Regions from separate parts of the Mus musculus genome. Here region 1 is linked to region 2. The links are chromatin contacts, called in public Hi-C maps. All regions are on one chromosome and are shown on one strand. The core of a region is the stretch at or near the end of the contact, and the rest is flanking DNA. Distances in the headings are between cores, read along the strand shown.

Region 1 (4,816 bases), core at 619-3,118, 8.8 Mb before region 2:
CCAATCCATGCTGCTCTTGCCGCCCAGGACGCCACCGCCTCCTGCCCGGGTCTCCGCCGCCCTCCACCGGAGACTCAGCCCCAGGGCAGTGTGCCCAACCTCGCCCCGCCCCGCCGCCAGGCCACGCCCACCAGCCTAGATTACAACGCCCCTTCGTGCCTTTCCACGCCTCTACTCTGCCGAGCCCCCAGCGGGGGGCTCTGAGGGCGGAGTCCAGATGATGCCCCGCCCCCCATTAAAGGGCCATGCGCCACCTCAAAGTACGCCTCGATTAATTTTCAAAATTTGTACCCCATATTTCTCTCCTCTGCCATCCCAAACTATTCATCCTTTCCTTTCAACTTCGCATTTTTTTTATAAAGGGTCAAGAGATCAAAACCCCAAATCCAAGCAGTCTTTCCCACGTGTCCCCACTCCATGGCAGGGAAAATCTGTGGTTGGTCATTAGGCTCTTGCGGGGACCTACTCGGCTCCAGAAATCTCCATTTCGTCTCACTAATAGTCTGTTTCCCTCCGGCCACAGAGATGGGATGACTTCGATCTTGCCCAGGATGCACATCCAGCCAAGGCCAGGTCCATTAGCACCCCCCAACACCACCGCATCCTGACTTCTCTTCCTTCCCGCCAGAGTCTCCTCTGAGAAACAGAGGACAGGTTGTCCTTTGGGCACCGTTCTGGGCTAGGCACACACTCACACACACACACACACACACGCATGCACGCACAGCACCGCGCACTTGCACTTGACTACACATTTTCCAGCCTCATTCAGTATGTAAGGCCCAAATCAGAACTGCCTCTAGATTCTGGGACCCTGGGGCTTAGGATTTCGGGTCCTCCCAATCATAAAAGTCCTTTCACGCCTTGTAAACCCCCTTAAGGCTCCCGGATAAAAGGGAAGAGGCCCTGTTGGCTCCCACCCCACTCTCCCTGGCTGTAGGTGCTTTCTCCGCCGCTACGCAAGTGTCAAAACACCATTGTGTTGCAGCTAGAAGAGCAGTCTAGACTTCTGAGGAAAGACGCCCTGGAGCCAGTGCTGGAACTGAGGCTCCAATAGGCCTTGGCCCCACCTGCTGGTGGCTTGTGGGCTAAGCTCTGAGATGTAAAGTGGGGTAGAGGGATGGTGGAGGAGGGTGGAGAAGGACTCAGAGTCCCAGTGACGAAAAAGGTATCACACTACGGTGGGAAGCTTCGCGCCAGGGTCAGCAATCTAATTAAGAGTTGCAAGCTACAACTAGGATCCAGCAGCTGGGACTCTTCCAGATCTGAGGACTCAGTAGGAATTGAGGAGCCTATGTTTCAGTTTGAAGTAGGGAACTCAGCTGCTGCAAGGTTACGCCTAGGGCGGAGTCTTCAGGTAGGACCTACAGCGGCATTCAGCCGAGGATTAGAGATCAGCATAGTGCGAAGAATTTTAGGCTTTTCGGTGGCCCAGCAAAGTTGAAACAAGGTAAGCTCATAGACGCGTACGTTGACTAAGTCTCCACTTCTGGCCGGGAGCAGGGTATCGGGGAAGTGAGGGGTGGGAGAGGAAGTGCGTCCTTGGGAATACTGGGAAATGTAGTTTATGCATGCTTCGTTGCACGGATCTGCTCCCTCTATATTCTGGGTAATGTAGTCTTGGACCGTTAAGAGTTGCTGAAGGAATTCCGCTTTAAGGGACGGATATGGGTTCCTGGATCATTGGTGAATCGTCCTGTTCCTCAAACTACATCCGGGACAATCTGTTTAGCGATTGGAGAGTATGAAAGCCGGGGCTGAAAAGGATAAGCACGCCCATTTGGGAGGCCTTCTGACAATCAAAAGAATCTCAGTTGCTAATTGGGTGACTAGACCACGTCGTGCGACTATTGGCTGAAAAGTGGGTAGGCCTTATCAGGCGTCAGAGGCTGTGTTCGGGGGGCAGTCGCAGCCCCAGAGATGGCAGTGAGCGAGAGGAGGGGGCTCAGCGGCGAGAGCCCAACGCAGTGCCGATGGGGATACTTGTCGCTGCTGGTGCTGACGCTGAGCGGCTGCTCAGGCCGTATCCACCGGCTGACTCTCACAGTGAGCCCCGCAGGCTTGGCCTCGTTGTCTCCCCCCATAGCTCCGCCGGTGGATGGAGCAGCCGCACCCCCCACTGCAGGCCGCTAGTGGTCTCGTCCCGGGGTCTCCCCGCCCGGTGCTCGTAATGGGTTGGCCTGGCTTAGAGGGCGGGGCTTCATCTCCTGGGACCCCTGACTCCTGGCGCTTAAACTTTCAGGGAACACTTGGTAACAACCATAGGACCTGGGAGGAAGGGGTACCACCTGGTAGGATCTTCCTGGAATTCACTTAGGGGAGTGACAGGAGACTACTTTCAAAATTTAGCCCAGATAGAATCGAAAACTTTTCTGGAAAGTCGAAACTAGTCACACCAGCCTATGTAGCCCGCTCTCGGGGTGGTGCACGTCTATATGGGGACTGTCATGGGGTTGCCAGGGTTTCACCCCATGGACACACAACCCCACCCTCTAGCTGCCTCGGACTGAAGTAGGAAAATGTCACCAGCACCAATACGATGTACCCAGGAAGGCTTTCTCACATGCTCCTGTCCTGAATAAAAATGTATAGAGACGCTCAGGGAAACACGCCGTCGTGCTGGACTTGGTGGGGAGAGTGCCCTTGTGCCACTGTGTCTTTGGTTTCCTGCAGGGGGAGAAGCGAGCTGACATCCAACTGAACAGCTTCGGATTCTACACCAATGGTTCCCTGGAAGTAGAGCTGAGCTTACTGCGACTCAGCCTCCAGGAGACAGAAAAGAAGTTGCCAAAGGTGAGGGGGCTCATGGGAGGACTCAGTGTGCAAGTTCTGGGATTCTGTCTTAGCTCTGTCCCTCACCGGTGTGATCTGTGGCCAGTCTCATAGCCTTCCCCACCTGTCACCTAAGAATGAATACAGTGTCTCATGCAGTCTGGGTTTGAGGGTACAGATTTGTCATCTTAGTGTCCCTGCTGGCTTAGGCAGGAGGATCAGAAATTAGCCAGCCAGTATATATGTAACATATATGCATGTATATAATGCATTTTAATCATACACGCTTCTCCCCCTAACTCCTCCAAAATCCATTCCCACCTTCCCAAACTCCTCCCAATCTCATGTCCTTTAAAAAAAAAAAAAAAAAAAAAAAAGATATGGCCTCACTATGTAGCCCCAGATAGCCAGGAACTCTGTGTAGACCAGGCTGGCCACAGACTCAGAGATCTGCCAACCTCTGTCTCCCAAGTGCTGGGATCTAAGGCCGGTGCTCTTGTTTGTTTGTTTGTTTGTTTCTCCTGGGGCCACACCCTCACTCACTCAGCATCTATCAGCTAGCTGTCCACAGCTCCCCAGTTAGGTGTAGGGGTTCAAACACCCCTCTTCCCTCCATGCTGGAATGTTGACTGACTCGATCCTGTGTGGGCAACCACAGCTGCTGTGAGTTCATAAGCAACAGTCTGCTGTGTTCAGAGGACAATGTTCCCCTCTTGCCCTCCTCAGCCTCTGCCTTTACAGTCTTGACTCTTCCTCTTCCTCTTTCTCTTCCTTTTCCTCCTCCTCCTCCTCCTCCTCCTCAGTTTCATTCCCTGAGCCTTGGGTGAAGAGGTGTGATATAAATGACCCATTGGGAGTGGCCTTGTGGTTTTTTTGGCAGAGAGGTAATGTTCAAGACAGGGTCTTGGAACTCAATATGTAGACCTTGAGCTCACAGATCCACCGTCACAGTGCTGGGATTAAAAGGCGTGCACTCCTGCGCCTGGCAAGCAGCCTCTCCTGACAGCTTCTCTTATGACAGGGTCTCATATAGTTAGTCTCAAAGTCAAGCCCCTTCTGCCTCAAGTCCAGAGCCCTTGGAATTGCAAGCGTGCTCTGTTCTGCCCAGCACCATTAACCTTTTAGGTGGGTCAAACCAATCAGGAAGTGCATTCTGCATGAGCGTTGTGGGTCCAGGATGGGGCAGGACATTGAGAAGCTAGCACATAGTGGGTGTTCAGTACCTGTGAGATGAGCCAGTAGCGGTGCTGCATGCTGAGGCAGCAGTAGGGTTGCTGCAAGTTTGAAAGTTCAACTCCAACCTGGACAATATGGTGAGTACCTTACCACCCAGGGCGACCTGGCTAGTCCCTGTCTTGGAGCAGAGCAGAACGAGGCTTCGTTTCTTCTGCTGCTGAGGACAGTTTGGGAGCCCTTCCCTTCTCCTCTTTTTCCATCAGGTGGGGTTCAGCTTGAGCAGAGTTCGGTCTGGCAGTGTCCGCTCCTACTCGGTGAGTGGAGAGCATCGGGAGGGATGAGGGAGAATGGGCGTGGTGTTGGGGGCCTCTCTTCTCCGTGGTACGCTTACAGCCAAGGAGGGGCAGGGAGAAGCTGTGGGTGGATGGGGAAGCACACTGAACAAGGCTGGATCCATGGGCCCGCTGTAACCCCGGCCCCCTCTGTCCACTCCCCAGAGACGGAACTCCCATGAATGCCCTCTGGATAGAAACAGCAGCAACTTCCTGGTCCTGTTCCTCATCAATATCAAGGACCTGCAGTGAGTTGGGGTGGGGCAGCCCTAGGGAGAAAGCGAGTCACTTGCTACATGGTACATCATGGGTGTGGGGTGTGTGTGTGTGTGTGTGTGTGTGTGTGTGTGTACATGCTGCTGGAAATTGAACCCACTGCCTTAGAAATTATAGGCAAGTACCATACCACAGCCACACCACCATCCTCTCACTAGGGGACTCTAAGGGGGGTGGGGGCAGTGGAAACCTCCATCCCTGAGCCACACTCCCAGCCCCTCACAGGGGGGGTTTCAAGTACCCCCTGAGAAACCCCCAGC
Region 2 (5,099 bases), core at 641-3,140:
TGCCAACATCTGGACTCCTTACATGTATGTATCTGCACACTGCAAATTCATACACAAAAAGGGCGAAGAGACTGGAAACTTTGACAACAGCTCTGATTTAGTGTGGTAAAGATCTACAGCAGAGGCCAATCTTGAGGAAGTTTAAAAAAACTACAGCAGCAGCAATAACAACAACAAAACCCTTAACAGTTAAAAGCAGTCACTAGAAATCTCTTTGACTGTACATGTACACAGAGTATAGCGGAAGACCAAATCAGGCTTCAGCCAGCATGAACCAGGCTACGATGCTCTGGAAACTCACGTTGACTTAACAGTTCCTGCACCCCTCCGAATCTCTTCTTGAAGAGAACAGCTATTCCAGCACCCATTCGACAATCCTCACTGATACAATGGGCTAGAGAGTCTGTTTTGGGACATGCGAAAAGATCTCCTTTCACGTAAGTGATCTAAAACGTGCAAAGGAAAAAAAAAAAGGTTAAAAACAGAAAACTATTTCTCCTTTCAGATCTTCAACAGAGCCCCACCCCCACTGCTTCAACCCTGCTTCTCTGACACTCTGAATTAAAGACAACTCTTCCCAACTTAGGAGTTAACCACGATATTTTAAAGTATCTGTAAAAGGAAAGTGATGGATGGTTATTATCTGCCTAGGGTTGTATTAGCCTTTTCTAAGTAAATCAGCTAGAGAGAAACAAACAGGGAGGGGCGAGAATCCAATTATTGGTTTAATTAAAAAGTGTTTATGCTTTTGACCTCAATTATTCTGATTTTCACTTCACCGATAAATTTAATAGCTGTTACGCACTCGACTTCCTTCTGGATCTTCATTAAGGCGGGTGGCCATGCTACTGAGTCGCTATTTCCAGAATTTAAGAGTTCCTTCTGCTAATGAAAAGGAAAAGCAAGTAAAAAAATACCGCTCAGGCAGCCCGAACATAGCGTGTTCAGATCACCCTGACAACCCATTTAGTCTTCCCCACCTCCTTAAGGTATTCTTTCTGGATGTGAGCTCACTCAGCCTCTAAGAGGCAACACAAAACAGCTTTCCAGGAGCCGAAGCAAAGGCGGTCCTAAGACACACCTCCTTACTTCTAGCAGGGAAGGTTTAGGACAGTCCAGAATTTTCCCAGAGAATATAGCTTAGAACGGGAAAGACCTGGCCACAGTTACACTGAGCGGCAGGGTGAGCCGAGAACTGCTTCTCAGGGGAAGATCACCACCAGTCTTGGAGGTACAGGAAGGAAGGTCTGATAAGACTTCCCCGTCTCTCCTCCTACCCTAAGGAGGGCAACCCTGGGATCCCGCAGAAAAGTGGGTACTGGGGGGTCATCCTTCACCTGCAAAGGAATCGGCCGTCAGCAGGCCCTCCTCCAAGCAGGGAAGGGTTCGGGATGAAACCCTCGTAGGTAGGAAAGCAACAGAAGAGTCCCGACACGCAACAAATCCCGCCAAAGCCTTTTGATTGTACGCACACTCAAGATGGCCGCCCCCATCCCTTAACGGGGCGGAAGTGAGCCTCTCTAGCTGGGTAGCGGCGCCCGCTCTCGGTAGTAAGGGCTTCAGAATTTCCGGCGGGAAATTCCGTAGGCTCCCGCTACCGCTCAGGCATGCGTACCGAGATGCCGACCCCGACTGGAGAAGAAGAGCGCTTGCGCATTCGGCCCCAGAGGGTGGGTCCCAGTGGACGCTTAGAAATAGGTGGGCAGGGGGGCGTGTCAGCGCCTGCGTGGTATATAATTCAGGGAGGTGTTTAAGCAGCAGCGTACGGAGCGTGTGAAAGGCGCCTGCGTAGGCCTTTGGCGGGAGGCGGTGTCAAATCCAGGAAGTGGGTGTGGCCTCTGGAACGCCTGCGCGGTGCTCTTCCTAGGGGGCGGGGCCAGGCTGGCCGGGGTTATGGGGCGTGGTCTCGAAGGCGCTTGCGCGAAGGCGGTTGGAGGGAGGCCCGATTCCCCTTTGTTCAGATTCGCCATTTTGCGAGGCAGCGGCAGTGGCGGCGGCAGCGGCGGCTGGAGCCTCTGATTGGGTTTCGGGGTCCGGTACTGGAGCCAATCAGCGCGGGCAGCGAACCGGGGGAGCGAGGCACGGTGAGTATGAGGAGCCAATATCCAGCGGCCCAGAGCCGGCCCCAGCGCCCCGATTGGCGGGTCTCGCTGACCACTCAGGAGAGGCCCAGGCGTCCGTCGAGCCCGGGAGTCGAGCCGAGGCTGCCCGAGCTGGGTAGCCAGTAGCCCCGGCTCGGAGTTGGTGGAGGCCTGCAGGGGCCGTCCAGCGTTGGGACGGCGTCCTGGAGCCAGGCTTTTCGGGATCTGGATCGTCTCCGGGGGCCGGTGGCGGATGCGCCACCGGTCCCCGATCCTCGGTCCCGAGAGGTCAGGTGGCTGACCGCCCAGCCACGGACCGTGGCGGTTTCCCCACGTCGTTCCAGCCTCATCCTACGGCCTGTCCTTGTGTGTCCCCACATTCCGGGCCCCGACGAGGCCCGTGTGTCCTGAGCTCTGCACAGTTGGGGCTACAGATCCGGAGCGAGGCCAGACTGAGACGCGCGGCGCGGCCTCCCAAGACCCACCCCGGGGCCGTTGGCGCGCCTGCCGCGCCCCTCCTCTCGGCCCGCCACCGGGGCTCCCGGGCCGGCGCCGTTACCACCCCTTTCTGGCTCGTCATTTCCTCCCCGCTCAGCCCGCGGTGCCGGCACACCTCCGTGCTGGAGCCCAACCAAGCACTCTTCCTCTTTTTGCTCAGTGTCTCGGTGTTTGAAACGCCGCTGTTGCAGAACTGATAACCCTTGTGCATCCTTAATGATTGGGGGCACACATCTCGCAGTTCCTATTATCCCTGTCTCCTCCCTTGATCTTTTCTCCCTTGGATGCTCTCTGGTTTTGTTTTCCTTTAATCTCTCCACTCAATAGCTCGGCCCACTCGTGTCTCTTTTTTCTAATACACCTTGAAATCCCGCGCGAACGTTTTCTCAACTGATGTTTTAAAACTTACACGTGCTTAGATTTTCTTTCCCCCTTCGGGGGACAGGAAGTCTTCCAAGGACTGCTAGCTATTAGTCTTTGGCGGACGTCACCCAAGTGCTGCAAGCGAGTAGGGCTAGGAGCTATGTCTGCTCGGTGGAGATTGACTGGTGTTAGTGTTTCATAGGGATCTGATCCAGTACCCAGAAGTGCACTTTACATGAGGAAGCCTATTTTCAGCGCCACGCTTTTGATTGGTGATGGAGGGTGATGTCCTCAGAGAGGAAAGACTGAAAAGAGTAACTGGAACAGATAGTGCGGTTGGACGCAGAAAGGCCGGGAGTACTGAGTTTAGGCGGGAAAGTCCAGTTGGTAAAAACCTTTGCAGGTCTTACAAAGGAATTTTTTGAAAACGGTTTTGACTGGAGGTTAAAAGTTAATCTAGAGTGGATTTCTCCCCTAACCTTGGGGGTGAAGGTTGCTGACCTGAGGATTCTACCCCATAGTCTTGTATTTGGACTGGGTGTTCTAACTTTGATTGGTATTTAAAAAAAAAAAATGGATGCATATGTCCACCTCAAAACTGCCAAATGTTTTTGTGGACAAAAGGCAGTTCTCCTCAGTCACTGTGACTCAGACCTGTGGAGCCTCCACTGGTTCCTCTGCATCTGCACTTTAAGAAAAAGTAGTGCAGACTCTCGATTTCTCTAATCTAATCACAGCCCAGGCATCTCCCTTTGTTTGAAATACTTCACCCTATACTACCTTCATCTGGGTGAGATCTCAGACTTAAACCTAACTCACATGACACCCTTTCCCAGTGCTTTCCTTGGTTTGTCCCCAGTGGAAAAGCCTCTGTCCCCCAAACTCCATTTACTGTATTTCCCTTTAGGAGTCTAATACACATTTTTGTTCCTTTTTAGACTTAAAAGCCTCTTTGAAGTTAACTTGTTTTGTTATTTAGTTCATGCTATCTCCTTAGTGGAGACAAGGAGCACACTGGAGCCTTCAAAGGCCCTAGCTGGGTGTGTGTGTGTGATGCCAGGTCAGATGGACTGCGGTGATCAGATGCTTATTGTAGGAGCATTTCTGGGCATTTCAGCTTTTGAAGATTCTAAGTGCTGGCCAGCTACTTCTGTGCCATGTAAATGGGCAGGAAATGCTATGGAAGAGAATGTCTCAGAGGCCAGAATAAACCCATTCTCATTCCTATTCATTCATATTCTCACTTTCAAAAACACATTCACAAGTCTGTAGAAGAGCTAGACAGACTAAATCCAGCTGGCTCAATTCTGTCATAAACTTGGGCACAGAAAGCGTAAGGAAAGGAAGTGTGTCAGGTTGTGTCACAGTTCTGCTGGCTGAGTTGATGGAGGAAGGAGCATATGGCCGCACTGGAGCCAAGAAGTCGGCACCATGGGCAACCTGAGGGTTGTGCTCCAAGCGCCACCACTCCCTTATCAATGCAGAATGGCTGCTGGGTTTGAAGCTGCCTCCAAAGCCCAGTAGGTTTCAATGGCCTAAGAGTGGAGCATTTGTATCAGCAAGATAACTGAGTCAACTCCAAATGTTCCTTACAGCTATTCCAGCCCTCTTGCCCACTTCAGGCTCCATTCTGCATTTAATCTGAGACGATGCAGACTTAGGACATTTAGCCAAGAAGAAAGTTTTATAGGAAAGCGTCTTGGGGCTAGTGGAAGCGGTAAAATACAGAGGTTGTTAATATCTTAAAAAAAAAAACTTTAAAATCTAATCCTTGTATATCTGTATTTTGGTGAGTTTTTAAAGCTCTCCACACCTGTACAGTCCCACTTGAAAAAAAGGGTGAGAACTTTGGTCATCCCCAAAATGGTCGTAGAGCTAGCTCATCTATTCAGTCTCTCCCACCTCCTTCCCTCAGGCTCAAGGAACTCCAGTTTGCTTTCTGTCTAGGCTTCTGATGTCAGAGTTTCTTATCATGGGGCCATGCTTGCTTATATTGTAGCCCTACTTTATTAGTCTGGAGACAGGTACATTGTTAGACAACAAGGTAAAATTCAGAAACATTGGATGGACTGTAGTAGTACAGGCTTTTAATCCCAGCAATCAGAAGGCAGAGTCAGGTGGATCTCTGAGTTTGAGGTCAGCCTGGACCACCTGTTA

What was found. A called contact is a pair of places that touch in the nucleus more often than the background predicts.
Region 1: a contact with region 2 is called in a Hi-C map of myocytes, with 5 times the contacts expected there. The contact joins the promoter of Gpr108 here to the promoter of Nfya in region 2. A contact is called at or near these places in 2 of 484 Hi-C or Micro-C datasets (B cells and myocytes).

What each region holds. Positions count from the first base shown.
Region 1 is chr17:57,244,741-57,249,556 of GRCm38.p6, reverse strand. It overlaps Gpr108 (G protein-coupled receptor 108), which reads left to right and starts at 1,868. Exons shown (of 17, transcript NM_030084.4): 1 at 1,868-2,046; 2 at 2,674-2,793; 3 at 4,212-4,262; 4 at 4,446-4,528. The coding sequence starts at 1,921. It overlaps Trip10 (thyroid hormone receptor interactor 10), which reads right to left and starts at 106. Exons shown (of 15, transcript NM_001242389.1): 1 at 1-106. The coding sequence starts at 9.
Region 2 is chr17:48,406,611-48,411,709 of GRCm38.p6, reverse strand. It overlaps Nfya (nuclear transcription factor-Y alpha), which reads left to right and starts at 1,890. Exons shown (of 10, transcript NM_001110832.1): 1 at 1,890-2,084. Oard1 (O-acyl-ADP-ribose deacylase 1) reads right to left here and starts at 1,710. Exons shown (of 6, transcript NM_001289490.1): 1 at 1,338-1,710; 2 at 806-882; 3 at 302-446. The coding sequence starts at 844.